Regions from separate parts of the Mus musculus genome. Here region 2 is linked to region 1. A link is a contact called in public promoter capture Hi-C data. All regions are on one chromosome and are shown on one strand. Each heading gives the region's core, a stretch centred on a gene start, on an enhancer-like site or on the middle of the called end of the contact. The rest is flanking DNA. Distances are from core to core; before and after follow the strand shown. Region 1 overlaps Hebp1 (heme binding protein 1). Region 2 holds the start of Gsg1 (germ cell associated 1).

What was found. Promoter capture Hi-C pulls out the DNA fragments that hold promoters and counts their contacts.
Region 2: a contact with region 1 is called in a promoter capture Hi-C map of embryonic stem cells, with 2.2 times the contacts expected there. The contact joins the promoter of Gsg1 here to the enhancer-like site in region 1. A contact is called at or near these places in 12 of 39 promoter capture datasets (the 3T3-L1 cell line, the C10 cell line, the HPC-7 cell line and 7 more), 1 of 15 datasets of contacts at CTCF or cohesin (pro-B cells), 42 of 484 Hi-C or Micro-C datasets (the AML12 cell line, B cells, the C2C12 cell line and 20 more), 4 of 115 datasets of contacts at active chromatin or transcription factors (embryonic fibroblasts, embryonic stem cells, heart atrium and 1 more) and 3 of 9 other capture datasets (adipose tissue, liver and macrophages).

The regions. Positions count from the first base shown.
Region 1 is chr6:135,133,853-135,140,102 of GRCm38.p6, reverse strand. Hebp1 (heme binding protein 1) reads left to right here. Exons shown (of 4, transcript NM_013546.3): 4 at 2,040-2,584. The coding sequence ends at 2,214. It also overlaps the pseudogene Gm29803. Among named protein-coding and RNA genes, the nearest start is that of Gm22881, 12 kb to the left of the region's middle. Within about 2 kb of position 3,257, at least 44 of the 459 cell types and tissues checked have an H3K27ac peak or open chromatin away from gene starts, as enhancers often do. A contact at or near this core is called in adipose tissue, bone marrow-derived macrophages, embryonic stem cells and 1 more, where this site is marked.
Region 2 is chr6:135,250,618-135,256,867 of GRCm38.p6, reverse strand. It overlaps Gsg1 (germ cell associated 1), which reads left to right and starts at 2,532. Exons shown (of 7, transcript NM_010352.2): 1 at 2,532-2,735; 2 at 3,536-3,595.

The DNA of each region.
Region 1 (6,250 bases), core at 2,008-4,507:
ACACACACACACACAGAGAGAGAGATAAAATAAAAACTAAAGTATCTGAGAGGAGGACCGACCACACAGGATCCATGCAGGCAGGCATGCAGATACAGTCTATTTTGCATAAGTGACCTGAGCAGCTACAGATTTTAGTCCCTGTGCAGGACCTAGGACCTAGAATAATTACTTCAGAGATACCAAGGGGCAACTGTAAAAGTGGTAGCTACTGTGTGACAAGCACTATACTGGGCAGTCTCTTCTCCCTTAATTTCCTAAGCCAACTCTCAAAATTAGTGCTGTTATCATCATCCTTACTTGACAAAGGGCTCAAATGTTCAAGATACTGCAGGAGTTGATCTTGACCACGAGCTGGAAAGTGCTGGGGCTACGATTGGAGCTTGCAGGCAGCCATTTTGCCTCCAGCAGAGGAAAGATTCACTTAAGTACAATACTTCTGGACCTTTTCAAAATCAGTCTTTTGATGTTGTTTTTGTTTCGGTGTTTAAGCTTTTGTTTTACATTTAATTAATCATGTGTCTGTGTGTGTGTGGTTTTGTGTCTTTGGACACCAGAAAAGGGCATTGGATCCCCTGAAGTTGGAGTTAGGGTTGTTGTGAGCTGCCTGACATGGGTGCCGGGAACTGAACTCGGGTCCTCTGTGGGAGCAACAGATGCTCTTAACCCCTGAGCCATCTCTCCCATCCACCCAAAATCAGTAATTGAGAGAAGGAGAATTGTCCATTTCAGACAACAGTTTCATATCAAGGCAGAGTCTGTGGGAAGCCGTCTGCACGTTCCCATAGCCAGGGTCCTCCATGTTTCACACTGGTGGTGCTCAGACACAGACAATACAAAACTCCAGTGTCTTGCAGGCCGTTATTGCTAGAAAAGTCCTTGAAGCTTGTCGTCTTTCTTCCAATCCCATTTCCTCCTTGGTGAGGCTCAAAGAAACAGCTCAGCCGTCTTCTCTGCCTTCTACTCTCCCATCAGTTTGCACGAAGAACCAAGCTGCATTCATTTGAAACTGGCTTCATCGCCCTCCCTGTTGCTGGCTGTTGTTTGCAGTCCCTCACAGACGAAGTCCTGAGTGACCCTGTAATCAACAGACCGAGTGCTGGCTGAGCGTGACTAACCCGCTCGTAAAAGAGCCAAGCATGATTCAAAGAACTCCACCAAAAATAATGTATCATTTGGCCTCGTCTTGGCCGGGTCCAAAGTCAGATTTTGAGTCACAAAGCTCATTAGCAATGCGGGTGTATTTGACTCTAATAAAGAGGTTAGGGGAGTCCGGAGGTAGAGTGGTTTATTTAGAGCTGACTGCGGGATGAGTTTTGCTGTGGACGCAGTGATATAAGAGACGGACTAAACTGGGAAGGGACGGCTTCTCTATGCCCCTTTTCTGCCGTCACATAAATAGCCCATCTTGTTAGAAGTCTCTTTACTTCCTAGAAAGGAAAGTTTTTATGATTTTGCAAAGAAGGGGGGGTGATTAGAGGAGGTTTCTTCATTAGGAAAGCAAATGAGGCTTGCACAGGGTCCCTCCCAAGACGCCCTTGGTTCCCAGCCTTGGTCAGCTCTGATCTAATGAAGCCACCTTGTGTCCCTGTTAGGACGTGCTCATTCACAACAGCTGTCCTGTTTCAGAAGACACAGCTGCTACCCCAACCTTGACAGCTTCACCGTGGCTCCTCCTAGGTGTCTGTCCTTCCTGCTGGTGACAGGCTAAGAAGAACAGCAGCTGAGGTAGCAGAGGGAGCCGGAGGAAATGGTGAAAGGCGGGGTAGTCTGCCTCTCATAAGGAGGGCTCATAGTCAGCTTGGGACCACTGCTGCCTTCCGTTCCCCGAGTTACAGTGTTTAGTTGCAATATTGCATACAACACTCATAACACCAGGAAAAACATTGCATATTTACAGATGAGCTGAAATAGACCCCCTTTGGGGGTCACCTCTCTGGCATGCTTGTCCCAACCGTGGCCCTATCTTCTCTCTAAAAGACTTGTCTTCTCCGCAAGGTCATGTCCTTTCTTACCAGCCCTTGCTCTTCAATCTTTAGGCAATTTGGAGGCTATGCCAAGGAAGCAGACTATGTTGCTCATGCCACCCAGCTACGGACCACACTGGAGGGCACACCAGCGACCTACCAGGGTGATGTCTATTACTGTGCCGGATATGACCCTCCCATGAAGCCCTATGGACGCCGTAACGAGGTCTGGCTTGTGAAGGCATGAGTCACTTGATGAACTGAGAACGTCCTGGAAGGGTGCCACTGTGTCCCCTGACTTAGGGTCAAGGGGCGGGAGGGTGGGGGGAGGTACTTCTTCAGCTCCAATGTTCCTTCAAAATCCCTCACTGCTGATTTTCTGAAATAAGCCAAGATTGGCAGCATCATTCTTGAGTTAGAAAGTTCTGGGGCAGACCAGAAAAAAAATCCCAGTGGCATTTCCTCTGCCACTAAAAACTGATTTTTAATAATTATCGAATTTGTATTTTTGTTAGTGAGGAAATATGTGACTTATGCATGAACTTTCTTCTGTGATTCTTTTAAGAACTTTGTCTAGAAAGAAACCAAAAATACAAATCTTTGACGTATGCAGTGGAGACAGTTTTAAATTATTTCCCAGTTCTATAGTCCTTTAAGAACATTTATTTTACGTGTGTGTGTGTGTGTGTGTGTGTGTGTGTGTGTGTGTGTGTGTGTGTGTGTGTGTTCATGTGTGGGCAGGTACTCTCAGAGCCCATCAGTAGGCATCAAATCCCATGGAGTTAGAGTAACAGGGAATTCAGAGCCGTCAGACTTGAGTTGCTGAGAACTGAACCAAGACCTCTGGATGAGCAGAAAGCACGCTGAACAGCGCTGAGCCATCTCTCCAGCCCCAAGATGGATAGTTTTAACAGAGTGCTGTTGATGGTGTTCACTGTATTTTGAGATCTGGAGTCTGCAGAACCTTCTCCAAGGGTCCCATGGAAAGAGGCTGTGTTCTGGATGCCTGGCTGTCTCCGAGCTTCCAGACAGCACATCTGTGAACAATCGCTGAGGGTCAGGTCTACAGCTGCAGTCCACAGGGGTTTGCAGAAGTTACAAAAGCAGATGGAGAAGAAAAATCACACTCCCACACACAACCAACCCCTAGGGCAGGAAATTTCACCAGGGGGATTTATTCAGAACGATGAGGTCAGAAAAGGTGAGGGTCCTGTTTCCTTAACTGAAAGAGACAGGAATTGAAAGGAACAATGAGGAGTTTCTCACGTATAGAAGGGGGAGGGGCTGTGAGCCGGAAGTGAAGAAAGGAGCTAAAGAACAGGTTGCAGGCTTCAAGGCAGGGAGCTTAGGGGTCATGAGGTGCACCAGGATCAAGTCCTGTCAACAGCCCTAATTTGGACAACTGTAAAGATCTCCCAGAGGAATCAGTGTTTGGGTTACTATGGGAACAGCAAGGGCTCACTCTGTGTGATGCTTAGTGGGGGGTGGGAGTGGGGGCAAAGAAAAACGTGGGTCCTGGAGAAGGAGAAGCAAGAGCTGATGAAGTGTTAGCGGAGGACTTCCAGGGTCGCTTCTGGGTTACAGTCACAGCCGTTTCTGAAGACCAGCCTTGACTGCCTGCTGCACTGTGCACATACTATGAAACTCACTTCACATGGCGACTCTGTATCGAGGGTAGTGTCATGACTGTCACACAGATGAGGAGGTGAGACCACGCCCAAGCTGTCACACAGAACCCAAGACTAAGAGAAGTGTAGCACAGGTCCTCAGGTCATGTCAGGTAGTTTGGATTTTTTTAAAAAATATTTTGTTTAATTATTCATTTATGTAGTGTCTGCACGTACGTGCGTGCGTGCGTGCGTGCGTGTGTGTGTGTGTGTGTGTGTGTGTGTGTGTGTACACAAAGAGGCCTAAAAGAAGGTGTTAGGATGACTGCCTTCTTGTGTGGCTGTTGGGATCCAAACCCAAGACCCCGTGATGAAGCAGCAAACACTCTTAACTGCTAAGCCATTTCTCCAGCCCCAGCTTGGATTTTGTCCTTAAAAAAGAAAAGTTAAAAATACTTGTGTAGCACTAATTGGAAACATGACCCCATCATGTTTTAAGAGGAAACATTTTGACCACACTGCAAAATATACAAGGAGAGGTGTGGCTGAGTCAGGAAGACCAGCCTAGTCATCAGCCCCTCACGTGGTACTATGACAACTGAAAGTCCATTTCTGACCTAAAAGCCCTGGTGATTCGTTCTCTACTTCCCCAGCTTCCCGCCTTTCTAATCTCTTCCTCACCACACAACAGCCACAGAACAGCAAGTCCCTTGGCACTTTTTGCGATGGCTGGGTCTCACCATCCCCTTGATGGTGCCTTGCTTTCAAAAGGGCCTGGAATGCCCTGTCTCTAAATTACCTCACCCCCTCCCCAGATATATCATTTAGGAATACAATGAGTGGTAGAAGAAATGATGAGACTTTCTCTTATCAAACAGTAAGAAATATACAAGTATGCTGAATGGCTGGTGCTGACTATTGTCTCAGGGCTGCAAGGTAGCCAGGGTGGCTCCTGCTGTCACATCCCTGCTCAAGGCAGGGAAGGGCCAAGGAGAGGAAGCTGTCCCTGCCACATCCTTAGCCCCACTGTATGAGAAAACAAAAGCGTTTTCCAGAGGTCCCCAAGCAGAGTTGCACCAACTGACTACTACTAGGTCAATGAAAGCTGCAAGGTGTATTTGCAACTTGGAAAGTGTACACAACTTGGGAAGTGTATGCCTCTAACTGGGAAAGTCAGAGGCACAGGAGAAAAGGATTCACAATGGCTTTAGCAGGACAATCAGCTGTGATTGCAGCATGGGGTGCGGTGAGTGGGTATGTATGCCTATGGCAAGTATAAGAAGGTAGGAGAGGGTGGCTGAGATGGGTGAGGCCAGGTCAGCTAAGATCTGCAGGCTTTCTCTCCTCCACTCCTGGTGCCTGCTGTTCCCTGTCTCTCCTCCTTCCCCGCAAAAGCCAGAACTGGGGAGCATAGCTAGAGTAGAGGCAAGGAGAATGGATTTCAGCCACCATGACTAGATGACAGTGACAGAGGACACCAGACATGAGGAAGAAGAGCTAAGAAAGCAAGACAAGTTCACCCCAGTTCTGTTCACGCCAGTTCTGTATTTAATAATGCAAGGTAGCTGGCGTGCATGGTGGTGTGCACCGGTAGTCATTGCACGTTGGAGGCAAGAGGAATGGGAGTCCAGAGCCAGCCTTGGCTACATAACGAGTTTGAGTCTCGCCTGCGCAACATGACAACCTCTATCAAGCTGAAGGAAAACAAATAAACAAAACAGGCCAGCATGGTGGCACACACACTTATAAGGCCGAGACAGGAGATCGCCACAAGTTCAAGGCCCAGCCTGGACTGCACATTGAGTTCCAGCCTGAGCTAAAAGTGAGATACTGTGGGGTACAGAAACAAGACTGTTGAGCACGTGGAGAACTGGCAGTACAGCCCTCTAACCGGGCTCAGACCCACGCCAGAGCCCTTGACCGGCAGGGTTCAGGAAAGGCTGGGGACACTGCCGCGGTCACCTTGCCCATCGGAGCAAGAAGCTCTCCAGCTAATTGAGGAAAGAGCTGGGTGAGGCCTGCAGTTGAACCAGGCCACAGAACTCCGAGAAGGGCAAGCCAGGCGCTGAGTTCAGCAGTGGGTCCTCGCAGATGCAAACTTCCCTACGTCCTCCATCTGCCAGTGCGGGTCTGTAGAGAGCCGAGCAGATGTCCTGGACATGAGGCTGTGCCGAAGCTCCTGCCCCGGATACCTACGTGGAAAGCCCGGCTGCTGCCATGGACCTGGTGCCCAGTGACAAGGAGCAGGGCCTGCCGACCCCGATATGGAACCATTATGAATCCCTTCTTCCCAAAGCTGACTCTCAAAAACCTCTGATGAAGATAGAGAGGTTTGAATTTAAGAATGTGAAAAAAAAAAAAAAGGCATTTGCTCTTGTTGCAAGCGGGAAGATGGCACCCTATGGCAACACCATCCTCAGGAAGGGACCTCTTCACCTCGGATCCTCATAGAGACCACTCTAGGCTGAGAATTGGCTGTACCTGAACCCAATCAGCAGGCCTTCCCTTGGTGGCAACCAGACCTGGACGTCAGCCTCGGGTTCAAGAAGTTGGCCGATCGTGAGAGCTTTGCTGACCTGACAGATTCCTCCTTCCATGATTTGTGAAATTGATGGGGGTGGGGGGGTGGGGGGGTGGGGGGGTGGAGCAGTCATTGTAAGTCCTCAATCTAAAGGT
Region 2 (6,250 bases), core at 1,283-3,782, 120 kb before region 1:
GCTGGTTAGCTGGACCTAAGAAATTAGTGGTGAATAAGAAGACAGTAGCATCACTGAGGTGAAATCTTTATGCTCTCATGAATACTGGGAAGTGATATATAAGAATCACTCAAGTAGTTCTAGTTTTGAAGGCATGAAGGGGTCATGGAGGGCATCTGAGGCTTGGCACTGTGAGAGGCCATTGGTACAGCCTCAGTTGCAGTTGCAGTTGACAACACAGGACTGAAGAGGTCATGCAAAAAAAAAGTTGAGACTTGGCACCATAGAGGGAGACTATGAGAGACTATTGGTGAAGCCTAGTTGCAATGAGAAATCTTAGCATTTCTCATTAGTGATGCCAGTACCATGTGATGACCACCAGGAACAGCAGCAGCCATGGAGTGGAGTCAACCAGAGCCTAGAGTGCTGCAGAGCCAGAGAAGTGACCCAAGACCTTTTGAGAAGAACAGAAGATTATGTGCAGGTCTCAGACATTGGAACAGGAAGTTGTAATGTTGAAGTTGCCTTAGAGACCCCAATATGCAGAGCTGCAAGGTCTGTGGGATACCTGCCAAGGAAAGCTGCTAACAGGGAGTAGAAGCAGCCCAGGGGAAAAAAGTTTGTTGTGATCAACAAAGATGAAAAGAGTTGGACATTGGAAGACCACTTTGATATCAGACATGGTGATACAGAGTCTGAAGTTTGCCAAGCTGGTGTTTGGGCTTGTTTCATCCAGTATTTCCTCACTGTGATGTTTTGAAATGGTAGTGTATATCCTGTGATGTTGGACTTTGGATGTTTAACATTGTTGAAACTGTTATAAACTATGGGACTTTGAAGTCGGACTAAAGTATTTTGCATTATGCTATGGTATGTATTATATTATGGTATGGCCCCCCATAGAAGAATGTGTTTGAACAAACCTATAAGGGCCAGGGAATGGAATGTGGTGGTTTGAATACGCTTGACCCAGAAGTGACACTATTAGGAGGCCTTGTTGGAGTTGGTGTGACCTTGTTGGAGGGAGTGTGTCACTGTGGAGGTAGGCTTTGAGACCCTCCTCTGAGCCATGTGGGAACTAGTCTTCTCCTGTTTGCCTTTGAAACTCTCAGCTCCTCCAGCACCATGCCTGCCTAGACTCTGCCATGCTTCCCACAATGGACTGAACCTCTGAAACTGTAAGCCAGCCCCAATTAAATGTTATCCTTTATAAGAGTTGCCTTGGTCACGCTGTCTCTTCTCAGCAATGGAAACTAACTAACTAGGACAGAAGCGAAGAGGCAGGAAAGGAAGGAGATGGAAGGGAGAAGATGGAAGGAGAATAGGAAAGGGAGGGAAAAGAAAGAAGAAAAATCTGATTGTATTAGCTGACCAGGCATGCTATAGAAGCTCAGAGGTAAGGGAGCATTCTCAGGGCTGGAATAAGGGATTTGAGGCTAGAATCTGAGGTCCTGAAGGTCAGGATCTGGGTGCCTTGATAAGGAAGAGCAAGGGTCTTAGAGAGGGATGGAGGGTTCCATGTCACACAGGACAGGTCTTCATCCAGACCCTTTCAATCCTGGACTTCACACCTGAGGCTGAGTTGTACCTCGGCGTCAACTGAATTATGTCTACTAAAACTCTGAGAGTGAACTTGGCATGGTGGCTCACATCTGTAGTCTTGGTGCTCAGAGACTGAGGCTGGAGGATTGCCATGAGTTGAAGGCCAACCTTGTTATATAGTGAGTTCCAGACCAGCTTTAGCTGGAGTAAGAGCCTGTTGCAAAGCAAAACTGAAAATTCAACACGTGGTGGACACTGCTGTCATCCCAGCACTTGGGAGATAGGAGGAGAAGGAGGATCGAGAGTTCAAGGCCAGACTCAGCTACACATGAAGTGTAATGCCTTGTTTCAAATAAAAATAAACGTGATACTGAATGCCTCCTTAGATTTCCAGACACTGGTCCTTTAAGATGGCAACTCTTTTGCACCATTACCTCTTCAAGAATGGTCTAGAGTTAAAAAGGCCAACACAGTAGCTGCTTACTACATGAGGCTTTTGAGCCCTTCAGATGTAGATGGTGCAACTTAGCTGTTATATTTCATTTTAATGCAATGTTGAGAACAGTGTGGTTCCAGTGGTTGCTGGAGGGTGGGGGAGGAGGGGGATGTCGGCTTTCACCCAGCCCTGGGTAAGAGTTCATTGTTATTGCTGTGTGTGTTCATCTCACTGTTTTGAATGGAGGTGTTAGAACACTGTTAAGCCTTATGTGGCTCACAACTGTAATTCTCTCTGACAGCAGTGGGCAAGCCTCACAAGCCAATGTGATCTGGTTGGCACCACATGCAAGCCATCCCTAACCTTCAGATTTGTGTTTGAATGAACTCCCCAGATCTTTTTATACTCATTAAGCACCGATTGAAAGACCTCAGGAGACTGAGAGGTACTGAGCGTGTGCCCTTCTCTCAACCTGGTCTTTCTAGGGTTGGGAGAGGAGTGGGCGGGGCATCCGGGGGAGAGAGCCCTGCCTGCTACTGTGACATCACAGAATGAAGTCATAGTAACCCATCCCTACCCAAGCTGGCGGCGTGCCTGAGGGGCATTCATCCTCTCCCAACTGCCCACATACCACCTTACCCCCTCTGCTGGCAAGAGGGGACCTGGTGCACCCTCTCCCTCAACACCTGAGCCACGCAACTAAGACCTGTCAGAGCAGAAGCTGAGACACATTTTCAACTCCTGTCAGCTGACTCAAAATGTTTGTCTCACCCAGGAGGTAGGTACACAGCTTTTGGAAATGTTGTTAAAAAAAACTAATTATATTTATTTCACTATTTGAGCCCCATCTCTAGTGGCATGAACACACACACACACACACACACACACACACACACACACACACACACGGAGAGGGGAGTAATGTATAGTTATTGAGCAGTGAGCAAGTATGTTCAGAAGGCCCAGCTAGCCTAAGAAAGCGGCATTGGTGAGACTGGGACAGAGCTCAAAGCTCTGAAGAGCCAGCAGTGTGGGCTCAGGCAGCTCCCCCAAGTTCAGAAAGAAGCCCCCAAAGTACACACATCAACCATCAACTGGTGGAGCCCTTACAGATATGAACATGATAGCAAAAGCCAGTCAGTGCCTGAAATGTTAGTATCTTTCAGGATTAGTTCTCTAGAGAGGGGGCAGGGTTATGGGGAAGCCTGGTGTTAACATGAAGCCACAGATATAAAGCACAGGACACTTGAACCCTTGCCTCATTGTGGAGGCCGTTCCATGACCCGAAATCTGTGGCTTTTGTTAAAAAGTGTCTCCCTGCCCTTTGCTGTGTGGGCACGTTCCTTCAAAAGCAGTGGGCCTTTTAGGGTTGCGGGTCTAAACGCGGACTCTACCATGTCTACATCTGTGATCTGGTGCAAATCAAAGATCGAATCCAAGCAGCACAATGGAGATGGTGCTCTATACCTGGTGGGGTGCGAGGGCCTCGGGAGCAGTTAGCTAGCGAAGGGTCTAACCACTGGCCTGGTAGTTTGGGATGCTTTTTCCTTAGATTCCGCTTTCCTTCCACCTCTTTAGATCTTCAGAACAAAACTGTAGAGGACTCCCCACCTCTCCCGCCAGCCCTTGGGGAAGCAGGTAGGTAACCAGTAGTCCTCAGATGTGTTAAGGGGTTCATGTGCTCACCTCTCGTGTCTACAAAACGAGGCAGGCCTACCTTACCCCTCCATCAGAAAGGACCTAGGGAACCACGTTTTGGAGGGAATAGGGAAACGCTTGATTTGGGATTTGACAGCAACCAGGACACTTGTCCCGTCTGGTGTTAGGAATTTAACCCAGGATCCATTCTCTTCTCTGGGCTGGTCCTCGCCTGCCCTGATGGATAGGCCAACCGGATGCAGGACCCACCCAAGGAAGAGAAAGAGGAAGAAACCTAGTGGTTCCTTGCCACACCTAGAAGTCCCAAGGACTCGCTGCACAAGGGCGGGGCCCTGCGAAACAATTCAAAACACGCTCCCGGTGCGTCGCCACGGCAACCACGCCCGGTGCTAGGCAACTGGGGCGCCGTAGTAAACACCGTCGGGAGGGTTACTCATGGGGAAGCATGGAGAAATCTCATCTGGCTCAGGCACTGAGACAGAGAGAATGAAGATGAAGGGAGAAAGGGAAGGAAAATATGCAACGAAGGAGCTCACGCTGGGGTGGGGATGGGTGATCCGTTACTGTCTAGGGACAGCAGCATTCCTGGCACCCCTCTTCCTCATTGAATCCCTCAGTCCCTGAGACACCCGGGCAGCCAGTGTCCTAGCAGTCACTTGCACGTGAAGGATTGCCCCACAGGAAGTGCAAATGTGGCTTTCCCTCTGATTCATGCCAGCCAGCGGCTTAGGGCATGGAAGAAAGGCGGAGGCGGGGTTGGGGGGGAGTGGGGGGGGATACTTCCTCTCCTGGAAATGACTGCCATAGCAAAAGCCTTCAAACAATTCCATGACAAAGAGGAAAGGGAAAGGCTGGAGGGAGGTCCCAAATGTTTTCCTTTGGCCCTTCCCAACGAACATAAAGGAGAGATTTGCCAGCATATGTGACCCACCTTGGGAGCACTTGGGGTTACGTGGGTACTTACAAGCCTGGTACAGTTGAGAATGGGAGGTCCCAAGTTAAACACAGAGCGGGTATTCGCAAGGTCATGCACAATCCTCCGGGAAATCTTTCTCAGTCTCAAAAACGAAGGAGTTGGATGTCCCGCAATCTGCAATTCAAGTTCGGAAGGTTCGAGCCACATCAAAATGACGCTAATCTGTACGGAATCACCCGTCTTGAAATGGACAGAACATTTCCGATCCGTCACTGTTATGAGTGATCTGTTTGTCCTCTCGTCAGACTAAAGATAATACTGGTAATGAGATCATTGCTATTTTCTGCGCCTCTGCTCATGGAAAAGCAGGACTGTTCCCACAGGTGGGAGGAAATGTATTGGCAGATCTGTCTGAAAACTCTACATCTGTGTAGAAGGGCCTCAGGTACGCTTTAGGCCCTCTGGGGTCTTTTTGTGGCTCCCAGTTGCTTTTGTATAAGAACTGGGAAAAGTGGTATGCACTCGATGCTGTTTGGACACGTTCTGTGTTCATGTCTTCGCCCGTAGGCTTCCCAACATGTGTTCATGAGCCTTGTTAGCATTACAAACATCCTTCATTTGAAGACAGTGCTGGAGTCCGCAATCTGTTAAAAAAAAAAAAAATCTGCTTTACTCCGTGCATTGACTGAGTCAAATGAGCCTCACAAAGAAGGCACGTGAGCTCCGTGGAAGGTGTGCCTGTCAGAACGTGGAGGTGCAGAGAGCAGAGCTGTTTGTGCATCCTTCAGCGACAGCCAAAGCACTTAGATTCCACTCCAGCTTTGTGCTCGTTGAGTAACAGAAAGGAATTACCTAATGAGGCCATGGGTCAAGAATTCTGGCCCCTGGGAGGACAGAGAAACTCTTTCGAGGTGGGGCAAACAAGATGTCTTTGGTGAATAGCTTGGGGGACAAAATGACTAGATCCCTTAGCCCCAGGCTCAGGTGTCAGGGAAGAGGTGAACACACTAGTTCTCATTCGACATTCTTAACTACCTCTAGTCTGCAGCGAGTTGCAGCGCGGTCGCCTCGCAGTAAATTGAACTTCTGCCGACAAAGTATGGGCGTCCCAAGACCATCATTTCTCTTTATGCAGAGCCAGTAAAAATGGTTTTCTACAGCACAGAGGAGGTCGACTGAGAACCTTAGCAAGTGAAGGTCAGTCCCCGGCCTCAGCACTGGGATGTCATGAATGGGGAGGAGCTTAAATAGTCCCACCCAAGTGTGACTTCCCACTGACAGTCCAAACACACCAAGTTTAAACACTGTTGAGATGAGGGCTATTTGTCTCCATATGGACTTGCGAGCTTTCTTTCCAGACAAGCTTAATTGAATTTGTTACATTGACCAGTAGTTACTTTTTCTGTTCTGAGAGGACAGGAAAGGGTCTGGGGAAATAGCAAACCCAAATTACAATGAAAGGAAATGAATGGAGTCCTGAGTTCTGATTTTTTTTTTGTGTGCGTCAAGGCAGAGAAACTCAGTTGCTTTTTTTTTTTTTTTTTTTTTTAGAGGAAATTGAAATTTGGGGTCCAAGGACCTCAGAGAGAGGAAACTAAGACTGGTCACATCCAGCAAGTACCCAGCCAAGCACCCTAGGAATGGGTGGATCAGAGCTGCTGTGGGAGCCTAAACTAATATTTTGGAACCCTTTAAGGAAAAGAATACAAAATTATAAG